Regions from separate parts of the Gossypium hirsutum genome. Here region 2 is linked to region 1. The links are chromatin contacts, called in public Hi-C maps. All regions are on one chromosome and are shown on one strand. Each heading gives the region's core, a stretch centred on a gene start, on an enhancer-like site or on the middle of the called end of the contact. The rest is flanking DNA. Distances are from core to core; before and after follow the strand shown.

Region 1 (6,217 bases), core at 1,324-3,823:
GAAAATTTCTTACCTAAAGCAAATAATTATCATATTTAAAACTAAACACATTCATTATATTTTAATTTAGTACATATTTGACATACATGATCTATATGAATATTTTTAACACATTTAATCTTCAACAGTTAACATTATATCAATCTAATCCTAATTATAAATATTTCAACAAATTTAACCCTTCACCTTTACAATTTTAACAATTTGATCTTGAAGCACATCTTCACAAAAAAAATGAAATAAGTTATTTTAATGTAGTCGAAGTACTTTCGCATGTGAAAAATAGTGGTTCACTGTTTCTGATGACGTTTTGAAAACACAACTGGAAGAAGCACACAAGAAATTTAGTCCTCAACTAGTTCAGAGTTTCGCCATCAACTGTTTTACTAGTTTTAATTCTGATATGCGTTTAAGGACGAAATTGTTTAAATTTATAAATGTGGAAGGTTAAATTTGTTGAAACATTTAGAATTAAGATCAAATTGATAGAATATACCAACTTTGAGGACTAAATGTGTTCTAACACAAGTTAAAAAAAACCCATTAACAATTTAACAGAGAATAACCAAAACAAAAACATCCCAACCAAAACAGAAAATTTAAATAAAACCTACATTTGATCCAAACCAAATATACTTAAAATATTTTCTTCCTTGGCTCATCAATCGACTATGCATCTGATATGAATATGTTCAATTTTTTCGTATTTAGAAAATATCCATATTCATATCTGGATAGACACAAGTCAAAACAACATAAACTTGCAGAACAAGTGAGAGATCTTCAGTTTTCCAGAAGACGAGAAAAACATAGAGCATAGGACAACCAAAAGCAAAACACATTCATTAACCATTAAAAAGTAACTCGACCTCCATTTCAGTAAATTTTGAGTTTGAAAGGCATGAAATATGATAAAACCAAAGTCAAAATCTAGCTTTCATCACCTAGTAATTGGATGATGAATTCAAAGCGGCCCTATTTTCACAGGTCCTGGACACTCAAACCTGCAAACCCAAGACAAAAGAGAAATGCGGTCAAGAACAATGGTTAGTTTCTGCTACTTATCTAGCATTTATGATTTTAACATTTTATTTGTTCATTCTGCTAGTTTGATCCAAAAATGAAAAAGGCTCTGCAACATGTATGCTTTTTTACCTGGAGGGAGAGACTGCTTCAACTTATCAGCCTTCTCAGCATCAGACACACAAAGTGTATACAAGTACTTTGAACAGCGAACTTTGAACTTTACAACGTCTCTGCTCTTCTTGATTTTTACAGAGCATGCACCTTTCTTTCTGGCAGTGAGAAGGAAGTCCTTGATCTCATGAATTTGCTTTGGCTGCACAAAAGAAAAAACATTCATTTAATACAGAAACCTATAAAATAAACCTGTGTTTGCATATGAGCATTAGATACAGGATTGAGTAACAACATATGCAAATACTTTAACTTTTATGCCAGGTTCAACCATCTCATTTCCACTGACCATTCCAATTACTACTGACTTTTTTTCTCATTACCCATACAAGTCCTTTGATTACATTGCAATTAAGAAATAAATGGACATAAATTGATTGATCACATTACATACTTCTTTGTGACATGGACTTGGGTATTGGCTCCAGGCACTGGTATGTATCTATATCTTGGATTCACATAACAAGCTAAAAGATATTCAAAATTTTGATAAGGATGCATGAACCTTATAACAATGTCTTAAAGCATTTAAATGGTACAACCTATCATACCAATGAAGAGTCAGACCCAAGCATAGAAATCATTATTCAAGAGTCTATACAAACAGAAATCCTAAGATGGATCAAATTATAAGGAGAAAACACCAAGATGGAAACAATAAATCATTCAACAGCAGACAAGCGATTCATATTAAAAACACGAACAACTGATACAACGATTGAAATTTCTTACAAATTCATTATCCTAGAACTTGTAGAACATCAAAACAACTTGATCTTTTAATACAAAGAAAAACACATTTATATTAACTTGCAAAGTTCCAGCAAAGCGCTTAAAAAAAACCTGTGCCAAATAGAGGCATGATACTTTGTACATGAACAAGTTCGCAAAATAATTCATCCAAAAATTATTGAATAATTCAAATTGAGAAAACTATCAACTGAAAGTGATAGTTATCACAGTTCTGAAATCTCTAGAACACGTAAAGCCAAAAAAAAAAAAAAAAAACCACCTCAGTTACCTTCCTAAACACAAATTCAAAAGAAAAATTGAAATCTGGAACAAGGAAGCCAAAAAAACAGAACAACACAAACCAAGAACAAGCATCTGAAGCATAAATTATCATCAGCAAATACAACAATGACAGATAGAGCATCGGAAAAAGAACAGATTCAGAGATCTAAGGAGATGATTGAAGAGAGAAAATCGGGTTTTACCATTTTCGATAGAAGCTTTGTGGAGAGCTTCCTGACTTCAGTAAAACACAAACAAAAATATAGCACCAAACCCTAATTCTTCTATATTCAATTAATATAGAGGCCCATGACAAAACCCTAGAAATTTTCCCTTGCAAATTATAAATTTTTATTGGGCAGGCTTTAACTATTGGGCTACAAATGGAATAACATTGCTTAGTTGGTTATAGTTGAAGCTTAGAGAAAGAAGACGAGTGGGTTTAAACCGGGCTTAAACCCAAATTGGACCGGATTTTAGATTTATTAAGAAAACACATTCAAATCTGGGTTTAAACCGGGCTCAAATCCAAATTAGACCGGATTTTATTTTTATTAAGAAAACACATTCAAATCTAGTCTTAGTTTTTTATTTAAAAATTTATTTTATTTTAATAGTCAATTATACTTAAAATTATAAATATAAAAAAATTATTATCTTAAAATTATAAAATCAGTCTCAAAGGTTTAATGGGCCGGGTTTAAGCTTTGCTTATGGAGGATGACCAAGAGTGAGTGTGAAAAATTTGTTAATTGTTATAAAATAAAGAGAGATGGAAAAAATGAAGAACAAAGAAAATATGAAAGCAATATAGAATGTACTTTATTGATCAAATGTATTATTACAATACTTTATCAGAATCTCTATTTATAGGCATAAAAAGTATAAAAGAAGTAGAGATCTAATTCTAATAACTATTAGAATTTAAAGTAAAAACTTTATCTTGATCATGATGGTCATCCACTTAATAAGATATTTATAACACTCCTCCTTAAATATTCATTGGTAGATAATGTGCCTCGTTAAAACCTTATTAGGAAAAGCCCTATGGGATCAAAATCTAATGAAGGAAAAATAGTACACAATCTATAATACGCATAATATGATGCCTCATTCAAAACCTTATCAGAAGAACCCAATGGGACAAAACCTCAATTAAGGAAAAAAGAGTGCAACGCGTATTTACTCCCCCCATGAAAACATCACATATTTTCTCATATTCTACGTATTTAATCTTGAATACTAGTTTTTCAAATGACTATTTGAATGTATTGCTAAGCATTTATATCATCATTCTTTTAAAAGTCATGAGTGAGAAAATTTTGGGAAAAATATAATTTGATTTCTTTAGGAGATTCAACAATAATCATAATAAACTTTAATGATTATTCTTTTATAAAAGCGCAAATAGGTATTTTGGATCATTTTATAATCCTCCTTCAACTACTATTCACTAAGTCAAATTTACCACATGTGTTTAAATTATTTCAATTCATATAAATGAACAATTTTTCGAGAATTTCAATATGCTTCTAGCATCCTAAATCCTTCAAGGATTTTAATACAAACTTTACTATATAGTGATTCATAAAATGTTGTAACAATAACCATTAGACGCAAGTTAAATCTTTTATGAATTGTCAATTTAATAATATATCTAAAAGTTATTGCATTCACCACAAAAAAATATTATATCTTTTCATAATCAATGTCGGGACTTAGCGAAAGATTTCATATTCTTATTCTGCTTTTGCAAAACTACTTCAATTGTAACGCCCCGAACCCGAGACCGTCACCGGAGTCGAATACGAGGTGTTGACAGACCTTTAAAAATTTTTCCAGACACTGCCCAGTCTGAGTACTAGTCGCTTCAAAAATCATATCTTGAGTTTCACAACTCGAAAATCAGTTTTGTGATTTTTCCCTGAAACTAGACTCATGTCCCCACCTATATATTTTTTTCTAGAATTTTTGGTTGGGCCAATTAGTACAGTTTATTAGTCAAAGTCTCTCATGTTACAGGGGTCGACTACACTGACCTTTTCCCATTACGACTGGGATATCTCTCTGCACAGGGCTTCAATACTAATGCCGTTTGTTTCTATGGAAACTAGACTCAGAGAGGAATCCATACATATATGGTATGACCCCTAATTATCTCTGGTCAATTTATAGTGAATTTCCAAAGGCGGAACAGTGAATCCAGAAACTGTTCTGGCCCTGTTCCACAAGAACCCGAATATCTCTTTCTGTACTATTCCTATAATTGTTTCGTTACTTCCATATGAAAGTAGATTCATCAAGGTTCGATTACATAATTTATTCACTATTTAATTCCACTCCTACGAATTTATGTGATTTTTCAATTCTACACCACTGTTGCTGTCAAAATCTGTTTTCAAGATAAACTTTACCTATTTTGTGGTTACCATGGACCAACTAGGGTTTTGCCATACATAGGTCCACATGTGATCATATTTAGCCATTCCAATGGCTGATCATTAGCCCAACACTTCCATTTCAATCCATAGTCACATCGTGAAACCATATATATACATACATAAACACAAATGGTCTAATGCCATACTCCACATCTACAAGCCATTTTCGCATAGCTTTACACACATACATCACAAAAGAACTTAAACAACAGGGGGTAATCCTATACATGCCATATCCAGAGTTCAACTAAAGAGTACCAAAAGAGCTTGATAGTGTAGATGACTTCGACTTCGCTGATCCCGAATCCGATAGCTAACGAACAAAATCTATAAAACAGAGAGCCAAAGCAACCGGGTAAGCATTTTTAAGCTTAGTAAGTCTCAAGTAATGAAATCGGCTTTGACTACAGTATTACATTCACATAGCTAACTAAGTCATTTTATTTACACACATTCTCATAATCCTACTTACTTCACACTTCATCAACATATATACACAAGGTATCAACCTTTCTAAAAGCCGAAAATTCGTTAGCCGATCGCACGAATACTATTTAAAACGAATCGACTTTTCCAATGCACATGCAACATACCTTATCGTTCGGGTTGGTCGAGCATATTTATTGAATTAGTTACAGCACAAAACGCTCACATTCAAACCCAAGTTTCTTCGGTATTTAACCGAATACAACCGCAAACACATTTGCCTTCCGGTCTTAACCCGGACATATCAACTTGCATAATTGCCTTCGGGTCTTAGCCCGGATATATCATCTCGCATAATTGCCTTCGGGTCATAGCCCGGACATATTAACTCGCATAATTGCCTTCGGGTCTTAGCCCGGATATATCAACTCGCATAATTGCCTTCGGGTCTTAGCCCGGATATATTAACTCGCATAATTGCCTTCGGGTCTTAGCCCGGATATATTAACTCGCATAATTGCCTTCGGGTCTTAGCCCGGATATATTCCAATGCTCATGCACACATATATCAATAATCATAACACATCCATATCATTTCTTCGTTACTAAGGCTCAAACACAAAACATTTATTAAACCTTTCAAATTTCGGCTCAGTAGCCGCACACAAAGAGCATAATTTCAATTGGCTTTATAACATAGTCTCTAAGCACTTTCGACTATCCGTCATAGTATGACTATTCATTTCAATATAATTCAAGTAGGGTCATTACTCGAAGACTTACCTCAAATGTCGTCGAACGACTTCAACGGCTATTCAATTACTTTTTCCTTCCCTTTATCGGATCTAGTTCCCCTTTGCTCTTGAGCTTAAGTTCAACAAAATTTAAAATAGTCATTAATCGACTATTCAAGTATTACTTTCAGAATAATATTATATATATTGATCCGACTTTCACACACATAGATTATAGCAAGCTTTATATTAATCAATAAATAATTCATCGGCAAACTTTCATTAATGTTTACAACAAAATCACATATTCACTACGAGCTGTTTTCCTGAGCAGTAGTTACTAAATTACTTATAACTGGAGCTACTAAACTCCAAATCACTTGCCGTTAATTTTCCCTGAATATA
Region 2 (6,217 bases), core at 2,490-4,989, 360 kb before region 1:
TATTGGCACCCTTCACACAAGTTGCAGCAAGGCTTGGCCCCAAAAAACTGTACATTGACTGACCTAATTTAATTTGGTATAAACCCTAATTCTGATGTGGTTCAAATTTGGAAGCATAATTATACAAGGCAAATTCTAATGAATTGGTATAAACCCTAGATTTCACAGCCAACAGACCTCACTAAATTCTCTCAAAAACGTAAAAGACATCTATTTTTACCCAACTACTCAATAACCAGGTTTCAGTCTATATATTTATATATATTTCAACGATGTATGAAAAGCTAACCAGGAACTATACACGGCTCTGTTGCTCTTTGCTCTCAATTTCACGCACACGGTCGACTATGTGCTGGATCTTCTTTGATAGACTCTCATTGTGCTCCTCAATTTGCTCAAAAATCAATTCTAGATGTCTTTTATAAGTTGCAGCTCTCTTTTTCTCAATGGCCAGCTGCTGTGTTAATTCTCGGATTTTATTATGTTCATTCTGCAACAAAAACAAGATAGATAAACTAGTTTCAGTACAGGTAATGAATGACATTATTGAAACACATGACTTCAACTTAAGAGCATTTAATATTAACTTGTCTAGTACAAACAGCGGCAGACATACATGAGTGGTACTAGACAAAACTGCAGAGGCTCAAAATGAAATTTTCAGTATTTAACACAAGTTGGATGTGAACCTGGCCATTTGACCAGTTAAAACATGAAACAAAGCTTTGTGTCCACCAAGGCAATAGCAAAAACTTGAGGATAAAGGCTCTAATTGACACACCAAAATGAGGCCTCAACCATAGATTCAAAGAAATTCAGATCTCCATCATTAAGGGCTCAAAGACATTAATACATAACCATTAAAATGGTCAAGAAAACATTAGAAGCAATAACAAAAGACATTTATTAATTTTGTACAAAAGCTGAAAATGAGTTTTTAGAGGCTAAAATACTGAAGTTATAAGAGCGTAGTAAGTTTCTTGACAAGATCAACGACATTACAAAAGAAACAACATTTTCGGTTATGTCAAATAGTGTCCATAGAACAGCATTTCCCAAAACGCTCTACTTCAAAAAAAATTGTTACTACAGCTCCAGTAAGTACTACAGCACACAAGAATAAAACATCTGTTGTTTTTTTAAAGGCAACAGTGCAAGGCAGGCAGGCATATACATTAATAAATTGCTAAATGATTCAGAAATTTATAATTTTAATTCTTATATAACATGCTAGTATTTTGAATGCCTTGTACTCCCTTCATCACATAATACCCATCCCTTTACCATTTTAAGATGCCCCAAAACAAGGCAACTAACAAAAAGAATCAAAGCCTACGCTATCAAAGAAACCTACACTATCATTTACCATGGAAAAAGGACAAAATTATCATCAAAGGGACCTTTTTGAACTCGAGTGGAAATGCAGAGTTATCTGGCAGGACTAGTGCATTTCAAGAACTTGTGCAAAAAGACTCCATGTGTTGCAGAATGGAGATTAATAACTAGAACGAACTTTTTGTTTCATTTCATTAAGCTCTTGTAGTGGCATTTGGGACTCTACCTCAATAGTTAAAACACATGGACGAAGCCACATACATCATCATCCATTGATTATCACAACAATATATTCTAGGCATGGTAAAAGATATAGGCAACTATAAGCAAATTGGTCTTATTTAATAGAAATTAATTAATAGTCATTCTGAACTTTATATTATTAACTATTAAACGGCCAAATTAGAATCAACTTTCATTTGCCATGTTTGTTTCTTGAATAATATATCAATGCATCCATCTTTTCTTACACTTAATGCTGCCCAATACCACTCAGCATCTGACCATAATTCATATTAGGAGCACCATTAATCCTCTGATAGCCAGCTATTTAAGATGCTTCCATCATGGTTAACATATACCTTTGGCAAAAGCATTATTTAGTGGGAATTTTATTTTATTTTTTTATAATTTCTAATTTCGAAGTAAGATAACCATGCTAAAACAAAAAAAAAGTACCGATGCTTATGATAATAACTTACAACGCACAAACATGCATAGCGTATAACTTCAATAGAAAGTGTAGTTACATTATGACAGGAGGATAAAAACTCACCGGATATTGATCATAAATGCAATCCCTACGACCTTTTCCGGGCGCCAGAGGGTGAGTGTGCTCCTTAACAAATTTCGTGACAACCCATTTGCCGGAACTTACTTTCCTCACCAAAATCATTGCCCTGCATCCAACCCTCGTCTCTGCCCTTTGCCTCACAATTTTTTCTCGCTTGTCAGGCATTCTAAAACCTTCTTTGTTGCAAACAAGTGCCCTACCAATAGCAGATCCATCACGCCTTGAACGGGAAAGTTTACTTACCCGAATGATGAATCCCACCCTTGTGGCATACGCATTATAAAAAGCATGTGCAGCTGCCTCAGATTCAAATTCCTGACCCACGTAAGGCTCATCAGCCGGAATACCCTCTGGGATGTCATCCCTTCCTGGAGAAATTTGCTCCACTTTTTCATTCAATTCCTGTTGAAACGTTTCTTCAACAGGATTTTCTCCTGTTTCATTTTCATTTTCCATGCTACTAGCCTCTGCTTGGACGGAATTCAGTACCATGTCACCATTAACATCACCATGAACCCCAAGCTCCACTGCAAGAACAAGCCTTTTTCTAATTATTGCTAGCAGATGAAAAGATAAGAATGCAAATATACAAAGTTAAACTTTATATTTCCTATTGAGGTCCAAAAGTTCTTGGCACATTGAAATTAACAGTTACCAATAGACCATCTAGTTACCGATCAAACTTTATATTACAAAGCAATATAACATTATAACTAGTGGTTGTTTCAAACTTTTTTCTTCTCTTGCTTCCAGATTCCAACCAATCATCAAGAGCATAGATTGGATCCACGATGAAAATAAAGGAATAGAAAACAAAAATAAAATTTACTTAACACAATGCTCCAGAATAGAACCTACAATGAGTCTTACAACCAAGAACCATGTTGCTACAACTCTTAATTTTTCTAGGAAGAAACCGTGTCCGATGTATATACAGACTCCAGTATGGTGACAGAAGTTTACAAAGACCCTACAAATATATGAAATTATTATTATTAATATTATTATTATTATTATTATTATTATTATTATTATTGGTGGTGGTTGTTGGGGGGGAGGGGGGGTGGGCTACCAATTAACATAGGCCAAAATAGATAAGGCATAAAGGAAGCATATTTCTTGTTTCTAATACTTAAGTGTAAATTATAAACTTCTTAAGAATGAAATAATAAAAAGAAAAAGGAACAAAAAGAAAATACAATGTTTATTTCTCGAGTCCTGATTGGAGTTAACTCTGGAATAATTCAGCTCTTTTTTCCTCTTTTATATAAAAAAATTTCCTTTATTTTCCTACCCCCAAACAGGTTTTGATCACAAATTTACTTGATATCATCAATTAATTCTACAACCTAAGGCCCTAATGCTATACTTGCAAATATTGCATTCTTAAAAGGGGGGAATTTAAAAAAAAATACCAGAACGAACAAAACAAATTAAAACCTAATAAAAATTGAAACTCTAAAGTTTCTCGCTTCCACTTGCATTTTCCCGGCATCCAAACAGAGTAAATTAATAATTCAAACGAAAAAAAAGAGCATGTTCAACAATTGGGACTCCGAATCGAACATTAATAAAAACCTAATCAAATTACTGAAATATATAACTTAAATTGACTAAGAATTAAAACTAAACAAAAAAAAGAACTTACTAGAAATTTCAGCCTTAATGAGATGAAATTGTGACAATCGATTAGGATTTAGGTAAAGGAAAAGAAGGGGCGAGACTTTTGGGGTGCGAGATCAGGGTCGAGAATTATAGGGACGCAAAAGAATGTGACGTGGCAAGCGTAGATTGGTTTCAGTAAATACAAAGTCAAACATTTTTTATACTCAAGTTGAATGTTGACACGTGTTTGTTAAGTAGACTATGCCTCAAGCCTATACCTCCAAAGTCCATTCCGTTTTCTTTTTTCGCGGTTTACGGAAAGTTTGATAAACAGTTTATGAATATTTTAAGTTAAATAAATTATTATAAATAATTTTTTAAATATTTATATTATTATTTAAGTGATTCCATCAATACCAACTCCATCAAAATAATTATGAAAAATTGTTCTGTAATTAAAAATTCTGAGGTTGAATTTGAATTAATATTATTTAAGTTAATAAAACATTAAATTTTACTACTAAACCAAAATTTTATTCTATCATAATATTTATATTTTAATATTATACATATTTTATTATCTCGATTAATTGTATTTATACTTGCTATTTATAAAGCCCTTTTATCGAGTTGGTGTCAATCATTGGACCCCAATTCAATTAGGGAATTATCAAAAAAAATTTATTTGCAAAGTTATATAATTATGTAGGTGTTTTTGACATTTTATATTTTTATAAAGCGCAAACTACACAAACGGTCATTTAACAATAAAAAATTTTCATTTTGGGCACCCAAAATAAAAATTTTGCAATTTAAGCACCCACATTATGTAGTTTGGCCATTCTGATCATTCACATTAAAATCACAAACGATAAGCTGACATGGTAGTTAAAAAAATCGGTATAATAACAAGTTTAGCTCTCAACTTTTACATAATATATTGATTTAATTGTAGCCTCTCCAACTCGACTTAGACGTTATGATCAAATCATGAAAGATTACATTGGCCACATCATGAAAGATACATCAACCATTGAAATAACTCAGTAAAACGTTTAGTTTCAGTATTCATCAAAAATCATTTTTATTTAACCAACTTGTCTGTCAATCAAAAAATCATAGTTTGCTTTTAATGAGTTTTTACCAAAACATTATCATTTCAGTTCGGAACCGATTTAGAAATCAAATCGCTAGGTTTGAAGTCGTTATATAATATATATAATATGTTGGGATAAAAATCGAATTATGTTGGGATAAAAATTAGCATTTTATTCTATAATATATATAATATGGTTGATAACTTAATTCTAAAGTGTTATTCATTATTTTAAAATTTAAACACTACTTAATCATTATTAAACACATTATCTATCATTACTCGATTTAAATGATATAATGAAATAATAAAGTCTAAACTAATAAAATAATCAAGTCCATGCCACAGTCGTTTGCACCAAAACAAAACCATGCAAAAATATGAAATAAGTTGGAAATAAAAATAAATATGTTTTGTGTTATTTTTGGTAAAATTCAACGCCGGTCCTCTAAATGCCAAGTCCGAGCCCTAACCTCACGAGTTATCTAGAATGATGGAAAACTAAAGAATGAATTGTGAAGCTCAATGTGGTCTTAACACAAAAACATATTTAATATAACATTCAATTGTAGAAAACATAGCATAACAGTTTATTAGCCTAAATCTACAGTGTGGCTTGGTCGTGTGACCCAAGTCAGAGAGTTACATGAACACAAAAATAGGAACACGGGAGTGTGGCTTGGCTGTGTGACCCAAGTCAGAGAGTTACACAGGCACGAAAACAGGCTAGGACACAGTTGTGTGTCCTTATTTCGATTGTTACACGGCCTGAGGCACAGGCGCGTGTCTTAGTTGTGTGAGTCACACGGCCTAGCCACATGCCTGTGTGACCTATGTAGTGTGTGTAACAGCCCGATTTTGGGCCTAGTCGGAACAGTGGTTTTGGAACCACTATTCCGAGGCCGGAGAAAATTATTTTGATGTTATTTTATGTGTTATAATGTGATTTTATAAGTGCATGTTAATTTTGGTATATTAATTTTAGCGATTTCTAGTCCAATTTCGAAAAAAGACTAAATCACGTAAAAAGTAAAAGTTGTGTTTTAATACCTAAAGTTGTTAAATTGCCTTGTATCTTAAATTGGTGGTTTTTAATGTGAAATTAGGCCATTGAAAGAGTGATGGCCGGCCATGAGACAAGGAATTAAATGTTAGGTAAGTGTTAGGTGACTTATTTGACAAATAAGTAATAAAATAAAGAAAATAAAATATCATCTTTTCTTCATCTTCTCTCCACCGATTTTTCCAGCCAAGAAAAGGGTTTAGAAGCTGGAAAATTTCAGCAAAGAAACTCCCATGCTAGTAAGTGATTTTTAATGTCTTTCTTGATAATTTTTGCATTTTTGGAACCCCTAAAGCATGAGCTTTCAAAAGAGGGGACTATTTTT

Evidence for each region. Hi-C and Micro-C count contacts between places; a contact is called where the count stands out from the background.
Region 2: a contact with region 1 is called in a Hi-C map of leaf, with 2.3 times the contacts expected there. The contact joins the promoter of LOC107894142 here to the promoter of LOC107942364 in region 1. A contact is called at or near these places in 5 of 34 Hi-C or Micro-C datasets (callus and leaf).

Annotation. Positions count from the first base shown.
Region 1 is chrA02:27,484,509-27,490,725 of Gossypium_hirsutum_v2.1, reverse strand. LOC107942364 (60S ribosomal protein L38) reads right to left here and starts at 2,573. Exons shown (of 3, transcript XM_016876016.2): 1 at 2,415-2,573; 2 at 1,156-1,339; 3 at 820-1,004. The coding sequence starts at 2,417. The coding sequence ends at 982.
Region 2 is chrA02:27,845,779-27,851,995 of Gossypium_hirsutum_v2.1, reverse strand. LOC107894142 (protein FAR1-RELATED SEQUENCE 12) reads right to left here and starts at 3,739. Exons shown (of 4, transcript XM_016819364.2): 1 at 3,569-3,739; 2 at 2,111-2,655; 3 at 290-490. The coding sequence starts at 3,623. The coding sequence ends at 296. LOC107894942 (a long non-coding RNA gene) reads left to right here and starts at 6,053. Exons shown (of 4, transcript XR_001683327.2): 1 at 6,053-6,131.